5 separate regions of the Sus scrofa genome follow, and regions 1, 3, 4 and 5 are each linked to region 2. Evidence: chromatin contacts called from public Hi-C and HiChIP or PLAC-seq data. All regions are on one chromosome and are shown on one strand. Each heading gives the region's core, a stretch centred on a gene start, on an enhancer-like site or on the middle of the called end of the contact. The rest is flanking DNA. Distances are from core to core; before and after follow the strand shown. Region 1 holds the start of SRCAP (helicase SRCAP). Region 2 holds the start of SETD1A (histone-lysine N-methyltransferase SETD1A). Region 3 holds the start of FBRS (probable fibrosin-1). Region 4 holds the start of RNF40 (E3 ubiquitin-protein ligase BRE1B). Region 5 holds the start of PHKG2 (phosphorylase kinase catalytic subunit gamma 2).

What was found. Hi-C and Micro-C count contacts between places; a contact is called where the count stands out from the background. HiChIP or PLAC-seq counts read pairs in DNA pulled down with a chosen protein or histone mark.
Region 1: a contact with region 2 is called in an H3K27ac HiChIP or PLAC-seq map of alveolar macrophages. The contact joins the promoter of SRCAP here to the promoter of SETD1A in region 2. A contact is called at or near these places in 1 of 5 promoter capture datasets (fetal liver) and 1 of 2 datasets of contacts at active chromatin or transcription factors (alveolar macrophages).
Region 3: a contact with region 2 is called in an H3K27ac HiChIP or PLAC-seq map of alveolar macrophages. The contact joins the promoter of FBRS here to the promoter of SETD1A in region 2. A contact is called at or near these places in 1 of 47 Hi-C or Micro-C datasets (liver) and 1 of 2 datasets of contacts at active chromatin or transcription factors (alveolar macrophages).
Region 4: a contact with region 2 is called in a Hi-C map of skeletal muscle, with 4 times the contacts expected there. The contact joins the promoter of RNF40 here to the promoter of SETD1A in region 2. A contact is called at or near these places in 2 of 5 promoter capture datasets (fetal skeletal muscle and liver), 2 of 47 Hi-C or Micro-C datasets (liver and skeletal muscle) and 1 of 2 datasets of contacts at active chromatin or transcription factors (alveolar macrophages).
Region 5: an H3K27ac HiChIP or PLAC-seq map of alveolar macrophages shows a contact between it and region 2. The contact joins the promoter of PHKG2 here to the promoter of SETD1A in region 2. A contact is called at or near these places in 2 of 5 promoter capture datasets (fetal liver and fetal skeletal muscle) and 1 of 2 datasets of contacts at active chromatin or transcription factors (alveolar macrophages).

What each region holds. Positions count from the first base shown.
Region 1 is chr3:17,700,268-17,705,866 of Sscrofa11.1, forward strand. It overlaps SRCAP (helicase SRCAP), which reads right to left and starts at 2,595. Exons shown (of 34, transcript XM_005653006.3): 1 at 2,268-2,595; 2 at 755-828.
Region 2 is chr3:17,487,388-17,493,011 of Sscrofa11.1, forward strand. It overlaps SETD1A (histone-lysine N-methyltransferase SETD1A), which reads right to left and starts at 3,010. Exons shown (of 21, transcript XM_021086406.1): 1 at 559-3,010. ORAI3 (protein orai-3) reads right to left here. Exons shown (of 2, transcript XM_003481021.4): 2 at 3,137-4,861. The coding sequence ends at 4,193.
Region 3 is chr3:17,742,430-17,747,983 of Sscrofa11.1, forward strand. It overlaps FBRS (probable fibrosin-1), which reads right to left and starts at 1,382. Exons shown (of 18, transcript XM_021086415.1): 1 at 1-1,382. The coding sequence starts at 293. It overlaps PRR14 (proline-rich protein 14), which reads right to left. Exons shown (of 12, transcript XM_021086416.1): 8 at 4,660-5,248; 9 at 4,448-4,517; 10 at 4,276-4,367; 11 at 3,928-3,999; 12 at 3,456-3,837. The coding sequence ends at 3,558.
Region 4 is chr3:17,631,852-17,637,915 of Sscrofa11.1, forward strand. It overlaps RNF40 (E3 ubiquitin-protein ligase BRE1B), which reads right to left and starts at 4,139. Exons shown (of 20, transcript XM_021086412.1): 1 at 4,008-4,139; 2 at 3,696-3,898; 3 at 3,143-3,310; 4 at 2,867-3,008; 5 at 1,000-1,206; 6 at 304-425; 7 at 39-185. The coding sequence starts at 3,827. It overlaps CCDC189 (coiled-coil domain-containing protein 189), which reads left to right and starts at 4,303. Exons shown (of 8, transcript XM_013992414.2): 1 at 4,303-4,810; 2 at 5,113-5,144; 3 at 5,473-5,538; 4 at 5,714-5,883. The coding sequence starts at 4,595.
Region 5 is chr3:17,654,163-17,660,214 of Sscrofa11.1, forward strand. It overlaps PHKG2 (phosphorylase kinase catalytic subunit gamma 2), which reads right to left and starts at 2,479. Exons shown (of 10, transcript NM_001166317.2): 1 at 2,395-2,479; 2 at 1,961-2,073. The coding sequence starts at 2,055.

The DNA.
Region 1 (5,599 bases), core at 1,345-3,844, 210 kb after region 2:
ATTTTTTATTTTATTTTCAGGGCATATGGAAGTTCCCAAGCTAGGGGTCGAACTGGAGCTGGAGCTGCCAACCTACGCCACCGCAACGCAGGATCCCAGCCACATCTGCGACCTACACCACAGCTCACAGCAACACCAGACTGCTGACCCACTGAGCAAGGCCAGGGATCAAACCCACATCCTCATGGATACTAGTCCGATTCATTTCTGCTGCACCACAATGGGAACCCCCTAAATAAATTTTTTTAAAAACAAGCACAACACTAGAAAGTAACGCTAAAGAATAAAGGTAAATGAACCTGATGATTACACCTTCATTCCTTGAGCATCTACTATGTGTCAAATACTCTACTGAGTACTTACTTGATGGATTCTATAATCCTCACATCTGCCTTATAAACCAGATACATTCCATGCCATAATAATGCTTATTTATATCTTCTACATACTAAAGACAGACCTATGCAAAAAAAACCACTGGAGCTTACATTCCAATTTTTTTCTCTATTTTATAAGTTAGAAAATTAGAACACAGAGACAAAATGACTTGCATAAGGTCACACAGTGAGGAAGAGAAGGATTTAAACCTAGACAGTCTGATACCAGAACCATGGAAAACATGCTACTTTCCTTGGTAGAGCCAGGATGCAGACATCTTTCTCTATTCAGAGTCCCAGTTCTGCTGTTGCACCACAATTATCTCAAATATCTCTCTCATTAGCATCAGTACACGAAATGGTATTTGAACTCTCACCTGTGTGAGCTGAGACCACACTCCCTGTGAAAGTCTGCACTTCCACGGTGCCGCCGTACTGAGGAGAATCACGCCTGAAACAAATGGAAAGGAAAAGAGCATGAGGGACCAATCTACATTTACCAACACCCATCGAAGCCTTCTTTACACTAACTTTTTTGAGACTCGTAGATATACCCAAGTCAATTCAAAGACTGAAAAGGATTACAGTAGTAGAAATAGATCATATTCAAAAAATAAAAGCAAATAATGTTTTGTGAAAAGAATTCCCTAGGACATGAGATTCTGGCTGAAGTAAGGAAATGAAGCCTCCCAAAAAGTTTAAAAAGTTTAAAGGTAAAAGGCTCCAACCACTGAATGAAGAGCAAATTAACAAAGCCAAACAAGTTATCACATCCAGAAGCTCAAAAGGTACTGGCAGCCTGGCAGCCTGCTCTCCTTTCCAGTAAGGGCTGAACATAGGAGAATCCAACCTTTCTCAAGGCAGGGCCCTGGGCCTCCTATGCTGCGCCAGGAGACACTTCCCCAAACACAAGAACTACAACAGGAGACCTTAGAGGAGCAGTCAGGAGGGGAGAAAGGCCGAACAGCAAAGACCCATGCCCCGGAAATAGGCAGGGTAAACCCACACAAGGCCCGGAAGTGTTTCCCCAGTGTTTAAGGAAGCTCCTTAACCACACTGCAGCCTTTGATTCACTCCCTCTTCCACAACTGATTCACTGGACTCAAGCTAACCAGGATCCAAGAAGCCCGAACTCTTGACCCCAGGCTTCATCACCATCTCCTAAGCCGTCCCAACAGCCTGACCCGGCGTGACCCCTGACCTCTGCCCCAAGTTGCCACTAGCCCTAAGATGGCCCCGCCCCCTCCAGACTCCCACCGCACCCAACGTGCGCGACAGACTGGGGGAGGGGCCCGCGCGTGCGCGCCTGGAGGCGGAGAGAGCCGGCTGTGCTCACCGCCCCGGGGCTCCCGCCAGAACCCAAACCCACGCACACAAGGGTCGCAGGGCTGGGAAGCCTCTCGTCCCTGCCCGTCAGGGAGCCCCCCACCACCAGACCGAGAGAGCTTAAGATAAGGAAGGGTTCGTGCCGCCAGATCTTGGCTCCGGACTGGATATGGTGGGCGCGCGCCCCAACTACTCGTCCCACGCCCCCCTTCCTCTTCTCGCGCGCCCCTGAGGTGGGGGGCTGGGGTTGGTGGGCGGGCAGGAGCGCACCTGGGTCCGTCCTCTCAGGGCTCGCTCGCTCGCTCAGGCACGCGTGCGCAGACGGGCGGAAGGGGAGAGAAGACGCGCCCCAGCCCAGTGCCGGCCGGTCTGGCCCCCCTCAGCCTGTCTCTATGGGCGCGCGCCGACAGCCTCGCGCACCGGCCCCGGGGCCCCGGCCGAAGGTGCGCGCGCAGCACCCCGGGAAGGTGGGAGGGGAGGCGGTGGCGGAAAGATGCGCGCGCAGTCAGCCGTCAGGGGAGGGGGAACTGTGGAGCGTCCGCCATCTTGTCTCCCTCTCCTTACCTGCGTCCTCGGGGGCGTGCGCACCACCCCCCCCTCCCGCCGAGGAGGGGGAGGGCCCCCTCTTTGCCGCCTCCTTCGCGGCCTTTAAATCCCCCTGAGGCCCGCGGCTACTGCCACCGCCTTGCTTCCACTGCTTCCTCTCACGGCACAGAGATGCGGGAGGTGGGTGGGGAAAATGGGAGACGCTACTCGCAGCGAACCGCCGCCGCCGCTTCCGAGGCCTCACCAAAATGGCCGCCGCCGTCTCGGCCGCCACCACCAACACCACCGCCACCACCACAGCTCACTATCGCTACCGCCGGCGCGGCCCGTCCTCTCGCGAGACAGTAACTGGAGGTTGGGAGAGCAGGGAGCCTCGCGTGCTAACGTAGGGCGCTACCCGAAGCGCAAGGCAGGCTGGGAAATGTAGTCCGCCCGGAGGCTCCGCGCCTTTCCCGCAGCAGAGCTCTTTACCCTCCACCGGCTAACCTGCCACTGGGGCTGCATTGCAGCTGCCCACTGGGACGTGGCCACCGTACCTTCTTTTATAGATCACCCAGAGAGCTGAAGGAATTTCTCAGGTACTTTCAGCAAGTTAGCAGTGGAGCCTGGATCTCTGGATTCCCGTTGCAGTCCACTCGTATAGAGCCAATGCATTTGACACATGGGTGGTATTGTTGATAGCTCCTAAGCATTTATGCATCAGGTCGCCAACTTTCTGAGTTAAGAACCCCTTAAATTTGTTGTGTTTTGGGGGTTTTTTTGGTAATGGTTGGGTTGGCTGCACGCCGGGCATGCGGAAGTTCCCTGGCCAGGGATCAAATCCGTGCCAAAGTGGGGACCAGAGCCCCATCAGTGACCACCGGAGATCCTCAACCCGCTGCGCCACCAGGGAACTCATTTGAGAATCTGATACCCTCACCCTGGAATAGAATAATAATAATAACGTACCTTTTACTGAGGGCACCTTGTGCACGATCTCAATCCCAACAATGCTCCATTTATAAATGATTTGAGGCTCATAGAGTAATAGAGCTCAAAGCCAAGATTCATAGCCAAGCAGTCTAAGTCACAAGGTTACAAGCACTGTCACAAAATCTACCTCATGAGGGCCGACCACCCAGGAGCCAGGTTAGGAGGCCATAATAAAGCTTTCATTCAGCTCTTCACCTGCTCAGTTTAGATCTCCATTCTACTCTAAGAGTTGATGATTCTCTCTGACCTTGACTTGAAGTTCTGTTTTTCTTTTTCTTTTTTTTTTAAACTTTCTCTTTTTTTAATATTTTTTTTATTTTATTTTTTTAATTTTTTTTGTCTTTTTGGCATTTCTTGGGCCGCTCCCATGGCATATGGAGGTTCCCGGGCAAGGGGTCGAATCAGAGCTGTAGCCGCCAGACTACGCCAGAGCCATAGCAACGCAGGATCCGATTCGCGTCTGCGACCTACACCACAGCTCACCGCAACGCCGGAACCTTGACCCCACTGAGCAAGGGCAGGGATCAAACCCGCAACCTCATAGTTCCTAGTCGGATTTGTTAACCACTGCGCCACGACGGGAACTCCGAAGTTCTGTTTTTCTTACAGCAAATACCAGTGGTTGAAAACTCAAACCTAGAAGGACCAAGAAGATGATGTAAATAAAGCAAAGAGGGGCAGATGAGGAATGTTAGGAACAGGAGGCCGTATACTCTGACCAAAAGGAATAGTCAGCTCAAACCAATGTTCACCCTACAGGAATGTGGGCCAAAATACATCAGATTCAGCCACAGGCTGCCAGTTTGCTACCGCTGACCTGTGCTAGAGCCTCAAGGCATACAGAAGCATGCAAGGTAGATTTGTTGATTGAAAAAAGTGGATAAATGCCCAATCGTTTAGGCCCAGTTCAAAGTCTTTTTTTCCAGACCAAGCTTACATATTTCTGAGACTATCTCATAGAACAACACCAAGCTCCCGAAAGATCTCGTATTTCTTAGCCTTCTCATGTACTTTTTCATCCTTTTTCAATATTTTTCCTTCAGAAGTTTCCTTCACAACCCCCAGGTGACCACTCTTGACCACTCACAGGCTGGCTTAATACCCCTTCTGGCTCCCATAGCCTCCTGGACTTCATGAAGTACCGATTGCATCGTATCTGGATTCATGGATTGTCCACCCCACCCCCCCAAAATGTTACTAAACTCCTGGGAGTAGGGACATGATTTATACATGACCATTCACTATGCCAGTCTCAGAAAGATTATTCAGGAAGTTCATGAGTGTGAGCTACTTGTATTAAACACCTTATTAAAAACAAAAATAGACGTTCCCATTGTAGCTCAGCAGTAATGAATCCAACTGGTAAACATGAGGACACTGGTTCGATCCCTGGCCTTGCTCAGTGGGTTGAGGATCCCGTGTTGCCATAAACTGCGGTGTAGGTTGCAGACGCACTTCAGATCTGGCATTGCTGTGGCTGTGGTGTAGGATGGCAGCTACAGCTCCAATTCCACCCCTAGCCTGGAAACTTCCACATGCTGTGCCTGCGGCCCTAAAAAGACTAAATAAATAAATAAAAATAAGTGTAACTGATATCAGATATGTGTACTCAAACCCAAGATAAATTCAAAGTCTCTCTTCCACTTCCAAGACAATAACGCTGGTTTAGCTACCATCGTCTCTTACCTTGGATTACTCCTGACTGGGCCTCCCACTTGCACTCCTGTTTCCTTTATTCCATTCTCCGCATAGCAACCAGAGTGACCTTTGCCTGTAAATCAGATCATTGTGCTCTCACACTTAAGGTCCCTAAATGGCACCTTAGTCCTCTTAAGTAAAAATTATGGGAGTTCCTACTGTGGTGCAGTGGGTTGATGGTTGGCGTTGTCTCTGTGACAGTGAGGGTTCAATCCATAGCCCAGTGCAGTGGGATAAGGATCTTGTGTACGTTGCAGCAGTGGCTTGGATTTGATCCCTGGCCTGGAGATTTCCATATGCCAAGGGTATGGCCAACAAAAAAAAATGGTTGAGGAAAAATGAAAGAAAAATATTTGTGGTACATTAAAATTACACTTGATTTGGAGTTCCCATGGTGGCACAGAGGAAACAAATCCAACTAGGAACCATGAGGTTGTGGGTTCGGTCCCTGGCCTTGCTCAGTGGGTTAAGGATCGGTCGTTGCCATGAGCTGTGGTGTAGGTCACAGATGCGGCTTGGATCCTGCATTGCTGTGGCTGTGGCAGTGGCGTAGGCTGGTGGCTACAGCTCTGATTAGACCCCTAGCCTGAGAACCTCCATATGTTGTGGGTGGGGCCATAAAAGACAAAAAGACGAAAAAAGAAAATTACCCTTGATTCAAATTTTAGGGTCCACAACTA
Region 2 (5,624 bases), core at 1,760-4,259:
CCCTTACCTTCCCGCTCTCCCTAGCGCGCGCCCCACTTGGCCTCCGCGCAAGACCCCTCCCCCGCCCCCTGGCAGGCCCCGCCCCCTCCCGCCTCCTCACCGGCCAGCGGCCCGGGCCAAGCCCGGCTCCCGCTCCCACACACCCGCTCCCGTCCCCGCGCCCCAATCCTCTGGCCAAGAGGTGGCACCTCTTCGGGGCGTTGGAAACACCGCGAGACCGAGCCCGAGACCCGGCTTCGGCCCCGAATCCCGGCGGGGGGGTGGGGGGAACGCGCGCCGCTGCCCTCTCCTCCCGCCCCGGCGCGTTCTGCCCCCCCCATCTCCGCGCACGCGCGGCGCGGCCCCACTCACCCGCTCGCGGCGAGCGGCTCCCCCTCCCCCACCCCGCGCGGCACCTCAGCGGCGCGAGGCGGCGGCGGCGGCGGCGGCGACAGCGCGAGACCCGGCCCCGCAGCGGTGGCGGCGGCGGCGCCCCCCCACCACCACCTCCCCGGCGCGCGCACCAAACACCACCGCCACCTGCGCGAGGCCCAGCGGGCACAGCGTCTACATTCGCACTTTCGCCACGGGCGCTGCCGGGAGACCCAAGGGGCCGAGGATAGCGGCTTCGCCTCGGCCGGCGCCCTGTGAGGCTCGAGAGTTGTGGCCCAGGGAGCGTGGAAAGTGGCCGCATCCCCCGGAGAGTGGGCTTCACCACAACTATCCAGCTGCTCTGGCTTCGGGTCCTTGACGAATCGGCGGCGACGAAAGCAGCGACTAATCCCTGAGGAAAAGGGGGCGGGGCGGAGGGGAGGCGGCCAGCCAGAGCTGGGGAGATTTGAGTGGCGCGTTGAACAAGCGCAGATTCGTCAGGCGGGCGGGGCGAATCGGTAGACGGGATGCGCGCTCCTTTTGCTCCTCTTTCCTGCCCCTTCCTCACGCGGCCGAAGGTCTAAGAGGCTGCAGATTCGCCACAGGTCCTGGCCTCAGCTGTTGCCTCCCTTCACCGCCTTGATGGAGCCAAGAAAATAATGCCTCGATAGCCAAGCCCTGTTGGCAGAGTCGGCCACTTTCCGTGGACCTTTCTTACTAGCACAACTCAGAGGACTGCTCACTTCCGACCGGGGGTAATGGCTACGGAGTCCGAGGAGAATTTTCGGCCGAATATAGAGGAGTAATTCTGAGGAGGAGCTGGCCTAGCGAATCTGCGAATTCTTTCGTGGGCGGGGCCAGGGCGCTGCGCGCAGAGGGCGTGGTTAGAGCGTGCGGAGCCCGGCGTCGCGGGGGCGCTTCCTGTAGGACCCTCCGAAACCGGGGCGGGTTGGGAGGGGCACCCCGGAGGTGGAAAAATACTACCAACTACAGTGACTCAGACTGTTTGGCGCCGCGCATAATGCAGAGAGCAGATTCCTCCCGTTATCTTTTCTGGGCCTCTGCCTGTTTAAGCTACCCATTTGACAGATGGGGACACTGAGGCCTGCAGAGGGTGCTGCGTTTTGCCCACAGTGGCCCACCGTTAGTGCTTAAATCTTAGCCTGTCTCAAAGTTATGTGATAACCCTGGTAGGTCCTGAAGGACCTTGAGCCAGTCCTGTAAAAAATGATAAACTAGGTCGTACTTGAGCTAGGATGGGCTGGTTGATTCCCCAGGCTTCATGGTCCCAGCGCCTGCCGTTTTCAGCTGCGCAATCCTCGGCCCTCCCTGGGTTACGCAGTACCGCCGCTCGAGGGCAGCACTAGTCCAGGCTTAAACCTGGGACCCTCCGACTGAGGTCGCCCTGATGCTTTTTCTCAGGCTAGGACGCTGGCATCCTGGTCTCTGGGTGGTAATGGCACTCGCAGGTAGCCCTTGTACTTGAGCCAAGGATCCCCTAGGTTCCGGATATGTGTGTATGAGTCCCTCGATGTATGACCTTGGCCAAGTCACTGACCTCTTAAGGCTTCAGATTCTTTCTCTGAAAATGGATGTTGATTACTGTCATGCAAGACGACTGTAGGTGTTAAAACTGCAGGAGGGGCCCTCGAGGCCTGGTTCATACAAATTCACAATTTTTTTTTCCTCTGGCCAGGGATCAAACTTTGGCAGAGCAGTGACAAGGTGGGATTTTTTTTTACCTCTAGGCCATTGGGGAGCTCCCAAATTTACAAATTTAAGTAATAGCAATAGAGTAATAGGTCCGAGGTCTCACACCAAAAGAATCCTAAGAAAGGATTAGGATCCTTCACAATTTTGAAAAGTTGAAAAAATTAATTTACAGTAGAGGGTAGGCTATGAGATCAGGTTCCTTTCTGTCCCAGTTGAAAGATATTGGTTCCTTTTCTCAAACAAAAGATTCCCTGCATGGTGATAAAGGTAGTCCTAGTTTATAATGACTAAGTGGCTTAGGGCAAGAGCCTCAGTCTTCTTAAAGGAGTTCCTAGCTAATTTATCTCTGAAATGGTAATGACAAAGACCTTTCTCTTGAGGTGATTGTAAATAAACGGATTAAATAAGATTACCTTGAAAGAAAGAAAGAAAAAGAAAAGGAAAAACATTACCTAGGAGAAGCCCCTAGTATGTAGTAGTCACTCAAGAAAAGTAATTTAACACTACAAGGAACATATTAAATCCTCAGTGGAAGAGTTGGAGACCCTGGGCTCAGGAACCACAGTGCAAAAGCCTTTAGCTTTAGAATAACTCGGTCTCAGGAGTCCCCCCTTGTGGTGCAGCAGAAATGAATCTGACTAGGAACCATGGGGTTTCCAGTTTGATCCCTGGCCTCACGCAGTGGGTTAAGGATCTGGCGTTGGCGTGCTCTGTGGTGTAGGTCACAGACGCGGCTTGGATCCCATGTTGCTGTGGCTGTGGTATAGGCCAGGAGCTGTGGCTCCGATTCGTCACCTAGCCTGGGAACCTCCATGTACTGAAGGTGTGGCCCTAAAAAAGCAAAAAAAAAAAAAAAAAAAAAAAAAAAAAAAAAAAAAAAAAAAGGAATAACTCAGTCTCCACATTCAGAAGTCACTGGCCCCTGTCAGCACCAGAAAGGGGTCATACCTAGAACCCACTCCCCTCTACTCCCACCCTGCTCTGCCCTCAGTGACACTTGCCTCTTGACTCTTAAGAACAAGTCACCAGTTCCCAAGGAGGCCTCCCCTTCCCCCCATTCACAGCCAGAAGGTCATGTGTGAAACAATTTATTATACAAAATCAGGTGCATCAAAAATTCAGTGTCAGAATAGTTCTGTATTCCAAGGGCTGGAATGGACCGTCTCCTTTACATGCCAACCCAACCCTTGCTAGGGAGTCAGGCTGGGCACACCAACACCCATCCCTGGGCCAGGAGAGTGAGAACCAGATATAAAAGCATAAGTGTGGGTCTAGAGCAGTGGAGCGGGCACTTGAACCTCCTCCAAATAGGGAGGCTCCCCCTTGGAAAGGCTGGACCTATGCCTGGGGTAGAAACATTCAAATCCCTCTCTGAAGCAACCAAAGTGAGAGTGGGCAACCCATCAAAATCTAAGGATGGGGAGTTCCTGCTCTGGTGCAACGAGATCAGTGGCATCTTGGGAGCCCTGGGATGTAGGTTCAAATCCCGGCCCCACACAGTGAGTTAAGGATTTGGCATTGGTGCAGCTGCAGCTTAGGTATCGGCTAAGGCTTGGATCTGATCCCTCGTCTGGGAACTCCCTATGTCCTGGGGCGACCAAAAAGGAAAAAAAATTAAGGGAAAAAAAATCTGAGGATGGGGAAAACCTCTTCTACCCTGCAACCCCCCAGATGCCAGCCATAAAACAAATTCTACAGAAGCGAAGCAAGGATTGGCTGCCTTCTGGGGCAGCTAGGTGGGCGTGTAACCCTCCAACCGACCTCCACATTCTGTGTAGAGGCAAGTGGCTAAGGGTCGGCACCAAAGGTCTGACCAGGATCTCCCTGCTTCCCCTCTACCTACAGCATCAGCCTTGGACTGAGGACCTTCCTCTTCCTTTGCTCCTCCCAGCCCAAGTGCACAGTAGAGCTTACAAAACCCATGGGACAGAGTGACAGGGAGAATCCCTGGGAATGTGGGAGCCACCCCAAGGCCCAGCCCAAAGGGCCCTGAGGGCAGAAATCTGTTCTCTACCTGAGTGGCCACAGGAAGTAGCTCCAGGCAGGGGCAGGGAATGGGGTCTGTAGACCTGAGGCCTCAGTCAGACCCCTGAAGGAGGCAGTGCTTGCAGTGTGGCTAACACCAGCCTTACACAGCCTGCAGCTCCCCCTGCAGGCGACTCAGCTCCTCTAGCTCTTGCTTGTGGCGGTCTGTCTTGTGTGCCACCAAGGAGCGGTAGAAATGCAGGGCAAAGACCACAAATACAAGCCCTACAGGTACCATGATTGCCGTGGAGGCCATGGCTGCTTGCCAGCCTGGTCCATGGCCCCCCCCACCACCACCACCGCCACACACTTGCCGAGGTGGGCAGGCCTCAGGTGGCTCAGCCTGTGACGGGGCTACAGATGCAGAGGATGGCTTGGAAGCTGGACTAAGGGCGGTGGCCACTGGTGGCAGAGTCCCAGGCACCTGGGAGGCAGGTACCATGGGGGCTGATGTGCCCGAGGGGGCCCCGATGGGCACAAACTTGACCCAGCCAACCAGGACAACTTCAGCAAGGAAGAGGAAGGTGCCCAAGGCAGTGGAGAAGCCCCAGGCCAGCTCCACATAGCGGTGGAGTCGCTGGTGTGGAGACTGGTGGACAGAGTTGAGGTTGTGGATGTTGCTAACGGCTTCAATATGAGGCAGCAGACACGTGGAGACCATGAGTGCAAAGAGGTGCACAGCCACCAGCACCGTGGTGCAGGCACTAAAGGCCACCAGCAGGCCCGGCGGGTATTCGTATTTGCTCTCCAGCTGTACCTCTACCATGGCCACCTGTGGGGACAAGAGGGGATGGGTTGAGTGCTCATAACCTCAACAGTAGAGGGGTTTTTTGCCTGTTGTCATTCATCACTGACGCATCCCTAAGACCTGGAACAGTGCTTGGCAGAAAGAAGGCATGCAGTCTGTTGAGGGAATGAATGGGCAGCCTTGGCAAGACTCTGTCCTATTCCAGACCTCGGTTTCCCCACTCGGCTATCAGGAGGGCTGGATGCCATGTTCCTGACAAATCTTGTTATAACATGGGAGTTAAAAAGCACGAGTTCTCGTCGTGGCTCAGTGGTTAACGAACCACTGAGGACCCATGAGGACGCAGGTTCAACCCTGGCCTTGCTCAGTGGGTTAAGGATCTGGCGTTGCCCTGAGCTATGGTGTAGGTAGCAGACGCAGCTCGGATCCCGAGTTGCTGTGGCTGTGGTATAGGCTGGTGGCTACAGCTCTTATTTGACTCCTAGCCTGGGAACCTTCATATGCCGCGGATGTGGCCCTGGCAAAGACAAAAAAAAAAAAAAAAAAAAAAAAGCACAGATTCTGGAGTGGGGCTGCCTGAGTTCGTTTTCAGCACCACAAACTGTGTAATCTCAATCTCTCTTTCTTTCTATTTTTTTTTTTCGGTCTGCACCTGCGGCATATGGAAGTTCCTGGGCTGGGGTCGAATTGGAGCTGCACCTGCCAGCCTACACCACAGCCACGACAACTCCAGATCTGAGCCGCATTTACAACCTATACCATAGCTCACAGCAATGCTGTATCCTTA
Region 3 (5,554 bases), core at 132-2,631, 250 kb after region 2:
CGCTTCCGAGCTCGGGGTCGCGGGGGCCGAGGCCTGGGACGCGGCCGCCGCCGTCTCGGGCCTCCCGGCCGCTCTCCAGATGAAGCTGACGACCAGGGCCTGGCGGGCGGCGGCGGCGACGACGAGGACGAGGAACCGCGCGGGGCGGCCAATAGGGCCCGGGGCGCGTCGCCGCCGGGACCTCGGCGGCGCCGCTGCTCCCGGTCTCGGTCTCGGCGCGAGCAGCGCCGCCGCCGCCGCTCCCCCTCAGCGGCCCAGCCCGGGCCGGGAGCCGCGGCCGCTGCCGTCTCCATGGCGACCGCCCTCAGCGCCGCATCCGGAGGCGGCGGGGCCCGAAGCGGCCTGTCCGCAGGCCCGGGGTCGCACGCGCGGCGCTGGCGGCTGCACAGGGACGAGAGGGCCACGGCTTCCCCTTTAAAGCAGGATCTCCTGGCCCCGAGCTTGCCCCAAGGCCAAGGCCCGGGAAGCCGGCGCCGCCCCCGGGGCGACAAGCCTGAGGGCCCCCCCTGTGGGGCCGGCGGGGACGAGACGACGAAAACGGAGCGGCCGTTCCTTTAAGGCAAGGCCTCAAGTTGTTCAGCCCCTGTCCCCTTTAAGACGACCCGACGGTGTCCGACCGGCCTAGTTCGGTGGCCGCCCCCTGCCAGGGGTCGAGACAAGTCTCCCCGAGGAAGAGGAAGGGCCACCCCTTTAAAAGGGGCCGAAAGCTCGACCCGAAACGCAGACCTCCCCTTTAAAAGTGCCTCAAGTCCTCCGACGAAAAGAGGCCACCCCTTTAAGGAGTCCAGGGTTCTCCAAACAGCAGGCCGCCCCTTTAAGGGCTCGGGAGTTAGTTTCTAGTCCTCCACAAGCAGCCACTTCCCCTTTAAGTTGAATTTAAAGGACTTCTTGCGTGGGGGAGGAGAGGCGGTGAGAATCCCCACTCCTTCCAATTCTCCCAACAGCACAGTTCTCAATTTGTCAGCGTCTGTTCGGTGGCTTCCCCTTTAAAGGCTGGCGTTGTAGTCTGCCGAGATGAGTGGCCACCCCTTTAAGGAGATTTAAAGGGGCCTCCTCCAAGCCCAGCTCTTCCAGCCTCCGCCTCCGGTCGCCATGAAAGGCGCGAGGGGGGGGCGGGGCCGCGGGGGCCAGCCCTCCAAAGCCCCGGATGTGAGGCAACGGTGACGGGTAGAGCTTCTCTGTCTGCCGACATAAAAGTCTCTTCCTCCTTTCCTCCGTCTCTGTCTGACTTGCGCCTTAAGGGATCCGGAACGGCTGCTGGGTAGGGAGGGAGCTTCTGCGTACCCTCCTGTTGTCTCCTTTGGAGTCTGGGGCCTCCTCTCCGCCAGGACTTCCCTGCCCCTCCTCCCTCTTCCTCCTCAGCCTACGCCTCCTTCCTCTCTTTGCCTCCTCCCACTCTCCGCCCCCTTCCCCTCACCCCTCTACAGGCTTAGTCGTTGATAGGTTGAGACGTGTACGTCAAGGCGAAGGGCGGAGTCAAACTCCGGGGAGTGGGTAATATGTAGCCGCCCTCAAATCTTGGATTGGGTATACGTCAGATTAGCTCCTCCCTTCATCAAGTCTTATGACTCGACTGGTTAGAAGTACGTGCTTGGGGCGGTCCTTCAGATGACCCCGCCTCTTCCTGCTCTTCGTTCATTGGCCCGTGACCTGACGGCGTCTAGGCAAGGATCCGGATGGGGTGCGCGAGTCCTAGGGACGGTTGGCCGCTGGGCGGCGCGGGGCCGAGGCAGGTCCTTGTCTGCCGCGCGCTACGTCTTCTCTCCCTTTCCGCCGTTTGGCTTAGTCCACCGGCCGCTTGGCTTTTCGCGCACGCGCGTGGTGGTACCTCCGTCGGGTAGCTGCTCAGCGGGATCTCCCGCGGTGCGGGATGGCTAGAGCTTGCGGCGTGTTTTGAGAGCTCTAGTCGCGCGGCAAGCAAACCGCATCCCGTTATGGGTCGGTGCAGTGAGAGAGTGCTTGCCTATGGTCTCCGCGTTCTAGCAAGAAACACCTTGTCCTGTGTGCCGGGCACTTTCTCTCATATTAACTCGTTTGACAGTACGAAGTCTCTTAGGAAGATACTCCTATCAGCCCCATTTTACAGAAGGAGCAGGGAATTGATGCAGGTTTAATTTCCCAGCCAGGGTTTGGACTCAAGTTTAGCTCCAGTCAGTGCTCTTGACCACTGCTGTATTTTGCCTCTAAGTTATGAAAGATGTACAGTGCCACTTACGTCCGCTGGTTGTTTAGGTTACCCTTTTAAGGTGGACATAGCACTGGAACAGTCAACTTGCTTGCTTATATATTAAATGGGTATGACTCTCACAAGGCTTTGTGTAGGTCAGGTAACTGGGACAGGTTGTTGTAGGTGCTTAATTATAGCTGAGTACTCAGCTCTTGAATCCAGCAGGAGGATCCTGGCCTGTGTGTTAGGAGGAACTCAGGGCCATGGTGATCAAGGCCTTCGTCCACTCTGGGTCTTTACATCTGTCCTCTGCGACGTAAGTGAGTTGAGAGAACCCTGACCAGGTATAGAATCATAGTATCTTCTGGAGGAAATTCAGACGTATCCATATGGGAAAATTCTTTTTTTTCCTTTTTAGGGTTGCAGCTGCAGCATATGGAGGTTCCCAGGTTAGGGCTTGAATCAGAGCTTAGCTGCTGGCCTACACCACAGCCACAGCAATGCCAGATCTGAGCCACATCTGTCACCTACACCACAGCTTGCAGCAACACTGGACCCTTAACCTGCTGAGCAAGGCCAGGGATCATCAAACACTTATCCTCATGGATACTAGTTGGGTTCTTAACCCAGAGCCACAATGGGAACTCCATCACATGGGAAGATTTTTTTTTTTTTTTTTTGGTCTTTTGTCCTTTTAGGGTCACACCCAGGGCATATGGAGGTTCCCAGGCTAGGGGTCTAATCAGAGCTATTGCTGCCAGCCTATGCGAGAGCGACAGCAATGCCAGATCCGAGCCACATCTGCAACTTACACCACAGCTCACAACTACGCTGGATCCTCAACCCACTGAGCGAGGCCAAGGATCGAACCCGAAACCTCGTGGTTCCTAGTCAGATTCGTTTCCCCTGGGCCACGATGGGAACTCCGGGAAGATTCTTAAAACCAGAGTATCTCCAGGAGTTCCCACTGTGGCGCAAGGGGATCAGCAGTATCTCTTCCAACACCAAGGTGCAGGTCCAATCCCTGCCCCTTGCAGTGGGTTAAAGGATCCAGCGTTGCCCCAGCTGTAGCACATGCAGAAACTGCAGCTTGGATCTGATTCCAGGCCCAGGAACTCCATATGCCATGGGGCAGCCAAATAAATAAAAAGTGTCTCCAATGACCATTTCTCCACCCCCTTCCCTATATCCATCCTTCACCATCTCCCCTGGTACCTCCCCATTTCCTAGTCTTTGGCAGCCAGTACTGCCAGCTACTCTCAAACTCAGATAGAGACTTATAAAAGAATCAGAAACATATCGAAAACTTTACTAGAAATGTAGAGAAAAAATATAACTGCCTTAGAGACTTCCCCTCCCTCCAGGATGAACGGACAAACAGATGGCGCTTCTAAGTCCGATGGGGCTGCTCTTGATCCCCTTCCTCCTCTTCGAGGAGCAAGGCATCCAGCTCCTGCAGTCGCTGCTGCAGCAGGGGCCCCACATCTGGGTTGGGGGCCAGATTGGGAGTAACGGTCCTGCCAGCTGCAGCCCGGGCCCCTCGAGATGGCCGCCTGGATCGAGGAAGGCTGCAGTCCCGAAATTCTACAGTCCGCCGGAGCTTCTTTGAGCTGGTGAAAATCAGGGTCCCGTTGCGCTCCCGGGGTTCCTCGAAGATGGTCTCAAAGGTCCTGGACCAGGCAGGGAGGAGTGCTGGTTACCAGCGTGCCCCCTGGCTCCAGCCTTCCCTATGTCACCCCCAAGACTTCAAAGTGTCTCACCTCCTGGTCGTGGGTGACTGGTAATTCTTATTGGTGTAAATTTCTTCCAGGCTGAACTCCTTCTTGTTCAACCTGTGAGCAAAGGGCAGAGGCCTCTGAGAAACGTGGGACCAGTGGCCCTGGAAGAAGGGATAAGCAAGGCCTGGTCTGTATTTCAGTTTCTAGGATGTGCCAGGAGCCAGGAGTGCTGCCAGAGGCAGAGGGATGGCTCTATGGCCAAACCAAGTCCAGATCAAATAGACTCCTCCAAGCTGGATTGTGCTCCCTGAGAGGAGACAAAGCCACACGCCGAGGACCTGGGCCTGCACCTATCTGGCAAGGTAGCTCCGTGCACCACGAACCTCTCACCTGATTGGTCGAGGCAGCCCCATGGGCGTAAGGTTTAACTGAGAACGGGCCGGTGTCCTGCGTATTCTGAATCGAGAAACCTTTCCCATGGTCTGCAAGATGGGGCAGAGGGTGTAGGTGCAGCCTGGGCTTGGGCTCCCCCCGGCCTCTTGCCCCTCAGCTGTACCCTTACCTTGGACTCGGGGTCTGAAAGCACCTGGTCTTCTGAAGCCCTTGGCTCCTTCCTCTTGGTTGAGCTCAACCTGCAGTGAAGGTCAAGGCTCAGGGCCAAACAACATCCGAAGCAACATCCCCATCTCCTGCCCCCTAGACACTAGGGAAGGAGGGAGAGGCGGAGCCCAGACTGTGGCCAGAGCTTTATGGAGAGTTCATCGACAGCACTACCTGGGTTCTGAAGCTTCAGAGAAGGCAGACGTGGACGCAGTAGACGAGCAAGATGTGACGAGGGGAGGAGCGCCTCCCACTCCTCCAAGAGGGAAGACCTCCTTCCGGAGACAGGGCCGAGGGGGTGGCCGGGCTCGGGCCATCTCTCCGCCACCCACGGTGTGCCGCCGAGGCCGTGGCCGGCTTGGGTGGGGTAGCGCAGGGGGCCAGCTGCAGGTGTCTCGGCCAGGGGGCCCCAGATCAGGGCAGGAGTGGCTTCGGCCCAGAGAGGGCCTGGGGAGAGGTGCCGGGGGATTCTGGTCTTGGGCCCGCCACTGGTGGATCGGGGGCCGGGGACTGACAGCTGCAGTGCCCTCGGCGACCCTGGACTGCTCGGCCTCTGAGATGGCAATCTTCAACTCCAGCTTCATGGGGGGTGAGGGGGGCGGGGGCCGTGGGGCTTTGTTGGGCGTGAGGAAGATGTCGGCAAAGCTCTCCAGCTTGGAGCGGACGGAATGGAAGAGGGGGGCCAAGCCCCAGGGACTGAGGCGGGGACGTAAAAGGCTGGATGGCGGAGGGGTCGACGGGCGCTCCAGAACGGGATCGGGGGCTGAGGAAAGGAGAGAGTCAGGTGGGTGCTCCTCAGCGGCAGGTGTCAAAGCCCCAGGACAGTAGCCTTGGTCCCAACACCAAGCTCTGCCCGCTGAGGAATAAGCCCATCCCTAAAATACCAAGCCCTACATTTATGTATTTGTGTGTGTGTGTGCGTGTGCGCGTGTGCACAAGGGGCTCTTGAGGGCCACACCCGCGGCATGTGGAGGTTCCCAGGCTAGGGGGTGAATCAGAGCTATAGCTGCCGGCCTACACCACAGCCACAGACACGCCAGATCCGAACCGCATCTGCAACCTACACCAC
Region 4 (6,064 bases), core at 2,889-5,388, 150 kb after region 2:
TTGCACTGGCTCCAAATGACCCTGTGCCCGAGCCTCACCTGCTCCAAGGCCTCCGCCAGGTGCTTATTAAGCTTTTGCTCACGCTTCCGCAACTTCTCAATGTCCCACTGCAGGTCTTCTACCGTCGTCTCCATCTCCAGCACTTTGGTCTCTGCAGATGTCACTTTATCCTGGAGCTCAGAGTACTAGGGACAATGACGGGGACAGATGCTCAGATGAGAGACTTGGCTGAGATCCTTGGGTGGCTATCTAATCCAAACCCTGTCCTGGTTCTAATCCCACCCCCAAAGGCCCAACTCCTACCTCCAACGAGATGCGGTGGTGCTTCTCCTGCAGCTGGGTGGCCAAGTCCTGCAGCCGCCGGTTCTCACGGCCCAGCTCCCGGGTGCGCGCCCGAGCCGCCTCACCGGGGGGCTCACTGTCCCCTGAGAAGGCAGAGCTCAGGTAAGAGCCAAGTCCAGTGCAATGGGGCAAAGTACTAACTCATTCTGGAGTCTGCTATGTGCCCAGTGTCATCCACCAGCTGTCTTGCCTTTTCTCATAACAAAGCCAGGGGTCTTTATCCCCATTGTACAAAGGAGGAAACCGGCTCAGAGAGGAGCGCCATCTGCCCAGAACACCCCAGAACACCCAGGCTGGACTGACAGGACTGAGGCTGGGAGAAGTCAGTCTGCCTGAAAAGCCTGGGCACTTGCTGCCACGTCTTGCGGATCAGCACTGGACACTAAGGCTTGTGCGAAGCGCTCCCATGAGGTCTCTAGCCACGAGGTGGGAAGCCCCTCCAGCCATCAACAACTCCTCCCACCATCTCTCCAGAGCTCACCTCCAGGAAGCCAAGCCAGAGGCCCCATCTACCTACCACCTGAGCCTTCCTCTGAGAACATGGCTCATTTACTTCTTGGGGAACTGTGGCTGCCTCGGGGCCAGGGGTATTGAGGGGATACCATGAAGGTGCAAATGGGGATGGACATCTCTGGGATGGGGTCACCAAGAACTAACCTCGGCTGTAAACTCGCTGACAGAGTTCCTCCACCCGGCGCTGCAGGCGGTCTGAGGCCTCCACAACGCGGGACACAGCTGCCTTGGAGAACTCCATGCGACCCTGAAGCTGCAGCTCCACCTCCTCACTACTGCTGGCACCCAGGGCCACCACGAAAGCCAGGGCTGGCTCACTGAGCGGGGGCCGCAGCTGCACTGGCAGGGGCTCTACAAGGGATGGACAGACCCCCATCAGGATAACAGCAATAGTTACCATCACTCTGTACCAAGCTCCAGATGGAGCCCTTCGGCTCTCTATGGCTCACTGAATCAGCACAACCAATGCCTGCAGCACTACATTATCCCATCTTAAAAAGGCAACAACTGGAGTTCCCATCATGGCGCAGCGGAAATGAATCCAACTAGGAACCATATAGGAACCATAAGGTTGAGGGTTTGATACCTGGCCTCGCTCAGTGGGCTAAGGATCCGGCATTGCCGTGAGCTGTGGTGTAGGTCGCAGATGCCGCGTGGATCTGGCGTTGCTATAGCTCCAATTGGACCCCTAGCCTGGAAACCTCCATGTGCCGTGGGTGTGGCCCTAAAAATAAAAAAATAAAAAAAAAAAAAAAAAAAAAAGGCAACGACTGAGGTTCCAGGAGGTAATTTCCTCAAGGACGGAGAGCTTCCAAACATTTCCTCAGAAATGCCTTCTCTGCCTTCCCAAACTAAATTAGTGCACACATACACACACACAAAAAAAGGAGTTCCCGTCGTGGCACAGTGGTTAACGAATCCGACTAGGAACCATGAGGTTGCGGGTTCGGTCCCTGCCCTTGCTCAGTGGGTTAATGATCCGGCATTGCCGTGAGCTGTGGTGTAGGTTGCAGACACGGCTCGGATCCCGCGTTGCTGTGGCTCTGGCATAGGCTGGTGGCTACAGCTCCGATTCAACCCCTAGCCTGGGAACCTCCATATGCCGTGGGAGCGGCCCAAGAAATAGCAACAATAACAACAACAACAAAAAAGACAAAAGACAAAAATAAATAAATAAATAAATAAATTAGTGCACACATACCAATTCCCATTCAGGAGCCCTTCTGCTTTTATGTGTGTGTGTGGTTTACAGTCACTTTCACCCTAATAGCTAAGACAGTGTTTCTTTTCCTTTTTTTTTTTTTCCCAGCCACACCCACGGCATGCAAAAGTTCCCAGGCCAGGATTCGAACTCATCCACACAGTGACAGTGCCAATCCTTAACCCACTGAGCCACCAGGGAACTCCCAGTAATTTTTTTTTTTTTAACTATCTTTGTCTCCTCCAAATCTACACCAGTGCCAAGTACACAGTCATAATACAAATACATGTAATACTTTTAAAACCTGAATTGGGAGTTCCCGTCGTGGCGCAGTGGTTAACGAATCCGACTAGGAACCATGAGGTTGCGGGTTCGGTCCCTGCCCTTGCTCAGTGGGTTAACGATCCGGCGTTGCCGTGAGCTGTGGTGGAGGTTGCAGATGCGGCTCGGATCCCGCGTTGCTGTGGCTCTGGCGTAGGCCGGTGGCTACAGCTCCGATTCAACCCCTAGCCTGGGAACCTCCATATGCCGCGGGAGTGGCCCAAGAAATAGCAACAACAACAACAAAAAGACAAAAAGACAAAAAAAATAAATAAATAAAACCTGAATTGTACTCTTAACCAAGTCATTCAGATTCCAAAGTCTCTGTTCTTATCCACTGTGATTTGCTGCCCAAATATAAAATCAATTGTGTGTGTGTGTGTTTGTATAGGCAGGGAATTCAGCAGCCTGATTATCAAGATCCTTTCCTCTCCAGGACCTTTCCCAGAACTTAATTAAGCTTCCTAGATCCTAGGGTTCTGGCCCTACCCCTCAGCTCCGATGTTCCTGGCTCTGTGAGAGGGGTCTCATCACGCGTTGGCCCTTCCTGGGTCCCAGGCGCCTCTGGCCCTGAAGACAGCTCCCCCTGGCTCTCATGGTGTCGGAGAAGGGCTTCCACAGTTTCATCCAGCTGAAAGGAGAAAGCACCAAAAATGTTAGGAATCCCTCAGGTGCTTCCTAGCATGATACTCCCTTTCTAACAGAGAAGTCTGAGAACTGGCAGCTGGATCAAAGCCCAGTCTTGTAAAGGAGAGGGGCATTCACCTGGGCCCAGTAGCGATTGACAATGAGGAGTGTGGCATCATCTGTAGCCTGCCTCTTCTCCAGTTTCTCAATTCGTTCTCGGAGTTCATCTTCACAAGCCTGTCTCTGTTCCAATCGCTCTGCTAGTTTCTTGTTCTTGAACTGCAGAACCTTCAGGTCCATCTCCTCCTACCAAGGAAACAGAGGGGCCGAGGAGAGAGAGGGTCAAGAAGGGCCCAAGAAACCAATCAGAGAAAGAGACAAAGGAAAGCAGATAGAACGGATGTGAGAGGGGAGCAGACTGCTAACAGGACATACAAAGCTCAGACACCCACGGAGGAAGCGTCTTGTTTGTAAGGAGCGTCACGTTCTGCTCCTGCCTCTTTCTACCTGAAGTCTGACATGTCTGTCACACGCTCTCTGGGAACCTGTTTGCCTATCTGCGAGGGGAAGGCAGACGTCATGTCCTAGGTTTCCTTCAACAGAATGCTCTGTAAAGTGGATCTGGTTAAACTTGGGGAACTGGGAAAACGGTTCTGGGAAGTTGGGCGGGCTGGGGCAGGAGCCCACGAACCGTGGAAGAGATGCCCCCAAGACGAATGGGCTCTATAAGCGTTGTTGTTGTCTTCTCCTCGCGGTTCAGCTTCTTCTCTGGGGGCCCCGAGCCCCCATCGCCGGCGGCGCGTTTGTTGCCGGGCCCAGACATGGCCGCGGCGGCGAGGAGCGGCCCCCGGTCTCTCGAGGACGTCAGGCAGGCGGACTCGGCACTTCCGTCACCTGCAGAAGACAGAGAGTAGAGCTGGGGAAGGGGACGGAGGTCCGCAGCCACGAGCCTACCCCCGCACACAGCTGCCGGACCCCGCCCCGCCGGCCCCGGGCCCCTCACCAGCAGCAGGATCAGCCTAGCGCCGCCATCTTGGACTTCACCGGACGTCACTGGGCACCCCCGCCCCCCAGCACAGAGCGCAGGCGCCAGAGGCAGCGCCGGATGTGGCGAAATCTTCTCCAGTTCCTGTTTCTATTGGTTGTGCTTTGTTCCTCCTCTTGCGTCCGTTTGGTTTCTTTCTGAACACCTCCTCTTTCTCTCAGTGATTGGCCGGTAGGCAGTTGCCATGGTAACTGACAACACACTTCCACTCCGCAGTCCTAATAACGCCGCCTGCCTCAGATTAACAACTTCGAAGAGAGGGCACCGGGGCGGGGTTTGCATCTTATTATGCATGCGCATTCTCTTCTCACAGTTTGGCGAGCACGGTACACTTTCTCCCTTCCTACTGGATCCTCCTTAGCAACCGTCACCGTTGAGACGGAGGGACGCCCCCAGCCGATTGGCTGTACCCGGCCTCTCTGCAGCGTAGATTGGCTGAAGCGTCGATAAGGGCCAGGCCTTGGCAGTCGCCGCCCGAGATCGGCTGTCCCAGAACCGAGGCAGGATAAAGACGGTGGGGACCCGCGACACAGAGGAGCGACCAGATGATCCGCCGGAAATCCAGCCAATTCCGGCGACTGAAAAGGCGGTCGGAGCTGGACCAGCACTCCGAACTGCGGCGAGAACATGAGAAAGACCATGAGAAGGACCTCAGCTCGTTGGATGAATCGGCCAAGAGGATGGGAACAGGAGTGCGGACCGAGTCAGGGACCGTGGCCTCAGTGGATGCGAATGAAGATCCTGCAGCCAACTTGTTCCCGGTGAGGACAGGTCAGAGTGGTCTGCTCATGAATGTTTATAAAAGGGCTCCCAGGCAGGGGGCCGTTTGTTTCCCGGGCTGCCTTGGTGAAGAGGCAGGCTTGAACTGCTTGTCAATACGCTCATGAATAGTACTTAGGGATCGCCGAAGCCCAGCCCGCCGGTATTGCTAGTACACAGTTTTTAAGATGAGAAGGCAAGGTATCGCGTTGTTAGACCACCAGAGATTCACCAAGGGCAAAGAACCACGGGCCAGGACTAACAACGCAGCTCTGCCTTTCCCAATCCGCTTTCTCTCCCGCAGCCGCCGCTACCCCAGCCCCGGATCTGCATATGGTGAGTGTGAAGAGCTTTGAGGGAAAGTTACCCTTCACACTTGTATTATTCCTTTAGCGCTTCCTTACGAGCCTGTCAAACAGGACGGAATTCCCATTTTACAGACAAGGAGACTGAGGCCCAGAGATACAATTACCCAAGATGACTATAAGCCAGGTCTCCCGCTGCCTCAGTGACTTTGTTATAAAGTTACACAGCGAGTTAGTGGAAGAGCCAAACCTCTTAACTCAGGTCTCTTGCTTCCCAGTCCTACGCTCTAGCCATCATAGCCTTGTCCTAAGACTAATGCATAATGGCCAACACCTTTTCCCCTCTTTTCCTATGATAGGAAGTACCTCGACATCCATTCCATGCAGAGGCTGGAGAAGACAACCAACGTGGAGGAGATGAGGGAGTATGGCGGGGAGTAGGGACAGGAAGAACTGGCTCTTGGAGAAGGCTGAGGCAGTGGGCTGGGAAGGCATGAGGAATGCCTGGCTCCAAAGCACCTTGTGACTTAGTGTAGGGTGGTGAAGGGAGATGAAGGGAGACTCTAGTTGCCACTCATTCCTTCCTCTCTCCTTCCCAAGGGTGCTGGCTGAGTTGTTGGGGCTCAGCTGTCCTGAGCAGAACCTGCGAGATGCCATCACCCTGGACCTCTTCTCCCACATACTCATCTTCTGCCGCCATCAGGGCTTCTCACTGGAGCAGACATCAACAGCTTGTGCCCTGCTCCAAGATCTTCACAAGGCCTGTATCGGTAAGAGGAGAGGCTACCCGAGAGTTGAGTCCAGGGCAGAGGAGGAGGATGGCACAAGTGACCAGGGGAGTCAAAGCAGGATTACCACCTGAAACCATGGTTCTGACATTACTAGGAGTATCATCACACACAACTTATCTCACCTCACCTTTCAAATCCTCCATTTCCTATTTTTTTTTTT
Region 5 (6,052 bases), core at 1,229-3,728, 170 kb after region 2:
ATATCCCTTCAAACCATCACCTGCATCTATCCACTTCTCTCCAGCTTTACCCCTGCCACTCTGGTCTAAACCATCACCATCGCTAACTTCAAAGAATCGGTATCTTTCTAGTCAGGTGGTCTCTATGCTTCCATTCTTGCCTCTCTCCTAACCACTTTCCACATAAGAGCCAGAAGGATTTTTTTTTTTTTTTTTTATCTTTTTAGGGCTGCACCCATGGCATATGGAGGTTCCCAGGTTAGGGGTCTAATACAGCTGCCAGCCTACTCCACAGCCACAGAAACGTGGGATCTGAGCTATGTCTGCAACCTATGCCACAGCTCACAGCAACACTGGATCCGTAACCCACTGAGCAAGGCCAGGGATTGAACCCACAACCTCATGGTTCCTAGTCAGATTCGTTTTCGCTGCACAACGACAGGAACTCCAGTTTTTTTATTTTTTTAACAAAGGATTTTGGGGGGGCCTCATCCGCAACATGTGGAAGTTTCTGGGCTAGGGATTGAACCCATACCACCAGAGACAACGCAGGATCCTTAACTGGCTGTGCCACAGCAGGAACTCCCAGAATGATCTTTTAAAATGTAACCACACACCTGTATTGAGCACTTACCATGTTCCAACAGTATCATATTAACCCTTTCCATCCTCACAGCAACCTACAAGGCAGGATCTATTTTTATCCCCCATTTACAGTGGAGAAACTGAGGCACAGAAAGGATGTTACTAGGTCCCAAATCACAGAAATGTAAGTCAGATCATGCTAGTACCCTGCTTGAAGATACCAGTGTCACTAGAATAAAATTTAAATTCTTTTTTTTTTTTTATTTTTAATTGGTCTTTTTTTTAGGGCCACATCCACAGTGCATGGAGGCTCCTAGGCTAGGGGTCGAATCAGAGCTCTAACCACCAGCCTACATCACAGTCACAGCAATGCCAGAGCTGAGCCGCGTCTGCGACCTACACCACAGCTCATGGCAATTCCGGATCCTTAACCCACTGAGCGAGGCCAGGGATCGAACCATCGTCCTCATGGATACTAGTCAGATTTGTTTCTGCTGAGCCAGGATGGGAACTCCAAAATTTAAATTTTTTATCTTGGCCCAAGGCTCTACACAATCCAACCTCTATTTACCTCTCCAACTTAATTTCCTCCCCCTTTTTCCACTCACACCATATTCTAGCCACTATGATCTTCTATCTGTGTTGTGAATAGGCCCTTTTCTTGCCATTCCCTCTGTCTGGAATATATCCTGCCTCAGTTCATGATTTGTTCATTCTCATGCTCTAAGTCTCAGCTCCATTAATTACTCTTGTTCCATCACCCTCTTCATTTTCTCCCTAGCACTGACACTGAACTTTAACTTGTTTTCCTGTTTACTGTCTTTCTCTACCGCTAGAATAGAAACTCCAGGAGAACAGAAACCTTGTAAGATAGATCTTACATCTCCAGTGCCTAGCACAGTGCACCCAGCACATTGTATGTGCCTAGAAAACCCTCATGTATAAATGTATCTGCCACTGCCTCTACAAGTGGGGCTTTCCTTCTATTTGTTGTGTGCTGAACTCCTGTTCATCCTTCAAGACCCAAATATCACCCCTTCTGGGAAGCTGTGGTTTTCTGAGACCCCGCAGCACTTTCTACATAGCCTGATACTTTTTCATATATCTTTTAGTCACTTCACTTGGAGTACCTCCAGAGCATAAACATCTGTTCCATGCTCCCTGTGTTCACCTTTGTGCCTGGCACAGGAGGTGCCTGAATTGTTCGTCGAATACATAAATGAATGAATTTGTGGAAAAATGGGGATTAACCCAGAACAAATGAGTCTAGTCACTAAACGTTCCTCTGCTCCCCACTAACCCTTCCCATTTAGAACTCTCAGCCCTCAGAGGGAACTGTGTATCCTGGCTAGGACCTGACCTCTCAAGACCTCCATTTCACTGGGCGCGGCCTCACCTGCCAATGACGTCCTTAGGGTCGTACTTCTGGTAAAACTCCTTGGCCGCAGCCCAGTCGGGCAGCTCATCCTCTGGTCCCACGTCCAGCGTCATTCTGAAGGAGGGGGGCGCCTGTGTGGAGGAAACGGAGGGCAGTGAGGCCCACAGGCTCTGAGAGGACGCACATCGCGGCTCACGGGGGCGCAGCCCTTGCGGCTGGGGAGCCAGGATCCTGAGGGATGGGGGACGGGGTGGGGGAAGGATCGGGACTGGGGAGACCCCACGAAAGGGCCTTTAGGGGTCGGGACAGGGTGGCAAGGCAAGGAGGGGGCAGGGGGGGAAGGGAAAAGGTGCGGTGGAAGGGGGGAAGGGGCACTCGGGCCGGTGGCTGTTGCTGCGCAGGCGCACTTGGGCAGGCGCCGGGACGGGGCGCGGGGTCTCGCGGGGACATACCCGCCGGGCGGGGAGAAGAGCAAGAGTAGAGTCAAAGCAGCTCAGTCGCGGGGTTCTGCTCTAGTCCCTTACCCGAGACGGTACCGGCAAAAACCTCAGGCCCCGCCCCCATCCTGTCCACCAATGGCCAGCGCCACCTGAAAACTGAAGTTCAAAGACCCCTCCGATTGAAAGCTGATAGTCCAATAAGAAGCCGAGAATCTCTGGGCTGGCGCGGGAGTGGAAGCTTGGAGTTACCAATGGTTGCGACGCTAGGGCGGGGCTTCAGATACGACCCATCAGCATACGGCATCCGCGAGGTCAGCAGGGGAGGAGCTTGTTGACCTGCGGAGCTGGGGCCTTGGAGCGGGACCCGGAAGTTAGGTTTACCGGGAAGTGTAACCTCCGCGTACCCGGGACGCGGGGCTTAATGCGCCTCTGACTCTCGTTTTTGGGCATGGCACTTTCAGTCTCCCAGAATCTCTATGTGAATTCGACTTTTAAAAACATTAGCAGCTGATCCAAAGCTCTTACCTTGAGAGGCAGCCTCCAGCCTTTAAAACGCTCGGGGCTCGCAGCTTGCAGCTCAACTTGGCCACTTTGGTTCGAACTTGAATGAGCTGTGGCCAGTCAGCCACTAGAGACTCTCTCGTCTTGTGGCTGCTCCAAACCTTGGATACCTCCAAAGCCATAGTGCCCACACCTGGGGTTATACATCTTCCCAGTCTTCCGCCACCCGCTCCCAAAAGCCTTGGATGGTGTCACACTCTGCTCTAAGCCTACCAAGTTGTGAGATTCTTGCAGGAGCGACTGACTTCATAGATATTAGTGCATAGCTCAACCCTGACATTCATTTACTCATTCAACAAATATTTGTTGAGCGTCTCAGCGTTAGATTAACAGCAATGAAAGAAAGAAAGAAAGAAAGAAAAAAAAAAAGTCCTTACCCTTGTGGAAGTTATGTTCCTGAGAAAGAGGCAGAGAATGAATTCTTTTAACCTAACAACTATCTTAGAAATGTCACTTTGGGATCACAAACGTGGAAGAAGTTAAAAAATGAATACAAGTAACTTTTTAAGAGTATTTTGACCTTACACCATATTTGGTAGACCGGCTTGGTAGTATAATGGAATAATTATTTTGAAACTGAACAAATGAATAAACATATTGATGTATTTGGCAGTCAGGGTTCTTACTGTAGGAATATAGAATTTGGAATGGGGAACAGAAAGGACCTTATGACTGATTGAAATTGGAGGCATAATTTTAGGAATAATTTTTAAAATAGATAAAATTAGGTATTTTCTAGCTCTCACCTCTAAAAGGGCCTAGCAGCAAAAACATCCCCATTAGAGTGAGCACAGCTAGTGTCTAGATGCTGATTTCAAAGTAACCTTCCTCAAAAGAAACCAGAGCTCCTTGGGAGACTCAGCCTAATTCCCAGGCTGGAGACTTTCTCTGTACTTTCTTGTACAAGATGAACCTGGAATAATTTGTGCCAGAAAGTGAAGAAAGATGGGGACTTAGACACAAGAACCAGGTTGAAATCAGGGACAAAAAGAATGATGAGACTGAGAGGGTCATGAGTGAACCTTCTGATGTGCTAGAAATGTTCCATTCACCTAGGAGGTGATTACACAGGTGTGTTCATGTAACATTCACCAGTCAGCACACCTAAGATCTGTGTACTTTACTGTAGATAAATTATACTTCAACAAAACAGTTTAAGAAAGCTAATGGCAGCAATGAATATAACAAAATGAATTTTAAAACTCTGAGACCAAAGACAAACAAAAACTCTGAGACCACGCTGACACTAAAATTGTAAATAAATAAATGGAGAAAAAGACGTTCTTTATAGTGGAATGCCAGATAATAAATGCAGAAATAAAGTTAAAACATCAACATTTTGTAAGCCTCATAATAACTGACTTGGGCAAAATAGGCTTAAAATTACTGGTGAAAATTTGCTGGGGAACAGGATATTTATATAGACTTTTTTTTTTTTTTTTTTTTTGCTTTTTAGGCCCGCACCTGAGGCATATGGATGGAAGTTCGAAGGCTAAGGGTCAAATCAGAGCTGTAACTGCTGGTCTACACCACAGGCACAGCAACTCGGGATCCGAGCCACGTCTTCTATCTACACCACAGCTCACAGCAACACTGGATCCTTAACCCACTGAATGAAGCCAGGGATGGAACCCAAGTCCTCATGGATACTAATTGGGTTTGTTATCACTAAACCACAATGGAAAATCCTATACTATTCTTTTATTGTTTTATAGATCTGAATTTGTTCTGTTTGTTTGTTTTGTTGTCTTTTTGCCATTTTTCTTGGGCCGCTCCAGTGGCATATGGAGGTTCCCAGGTTAGGGGTCCAATAGGAGCTGTAGCCACCGGCCTACACCAGAGCTACAGCAACGCAGGATCTGAGCCACGTCTGCAATCTACACCACAGCTCACGGCAACGCCGGATCCTTAACCCACTGAGCAAGGCCAGGGATCGAACCCACAACCTCACGGTTCCTAGTCGGATTTGTCAACCACTGAGCCACCATGGGAACTCCTGAAATTTGTTCTTAGTAAAGAGTTAAAAAATAGCAAGACCTCATGAAATGTGTTTGGGGGAATGGGATATTCTCTTCTAGTAAACTGAAACTTCTAATTAATCCATTAGCGCTTTAAAAGTTTTTGTTGGAATTTCTGTTGTGGCTCTGGGGTAACAAACTGGACTAGTATCCATGATGACATGGGTTTAATCCCTGGCCCCACTCAGTGGGTTGGTTAAGGATCCAGCTTTGCTGTGAGCTGTGGTGTAGGTTGCAGACGCGGCTCGGATCTGGAGTTGCTGTGGCTGTGGTACAGGCCGGTGGCTACAGCTCTAATTTGACCCCTAGTCTGGGAATTTCAATATGCCATGGGTGCAGCCCTAAAAAGACAAAAAAAATCCCACCTCATTGTAAACATCCAAATCTCCACATTCAGGGTGGCAGTTGCTGTTATCCAATCCTTTCACACCCTGCTACTTACTAGCTGTGTGACCTTAGGTAATCTGTGCCTGCTTCAGTAACAATAGTACCTACATCAAAAATTTTCTTTTTTTTTTTTTTCTTTTTAGGGCCGCACTCACGGCACATGGAGGTTCCCAGGCTAAGGGTCAGATCAGAGCTATAGCTGCCAGCCTACGCCACAGCCACAGAAAGGCAGGATCCAAGCCATGTCTTCGACCTACACCACAGCCAACAGCAACACCAGATCTTTAACCCACTGAGCGAGGCCAAGGATCAAACCTGCAACCTCACGGTTCCTAGTCGGATTCGTTTCTGCTGCGCCACGACAGGGACTCCTAAAGGTGTGTTTTAATATCTGTGGCCAATGGGAACTCCTACGTTGAGTAAATTTGAAGACTGAACAAGAAATATAAAATGCTTAGGATACACCCTGGAATATAGTAAGCATTCAGTAAATAGTAGTTGCTGCTATGACTCTTCCTCTCTGGCCTCAGGGTCTCAGTATTACATAACAGAGAAGCTTGGTTCTTTCTAAGAACCGAAATTTCCAGAGGAAGAAGGAAAAATGGGGAAAAATCCTTTCTTCTTCTTGAAGCTCCTAGGTAAGGGGAAATGCAGGCTTCTGCTATCAGTCGGATGGCCAATCTGGCTCTCACCCAAGGGCCCAG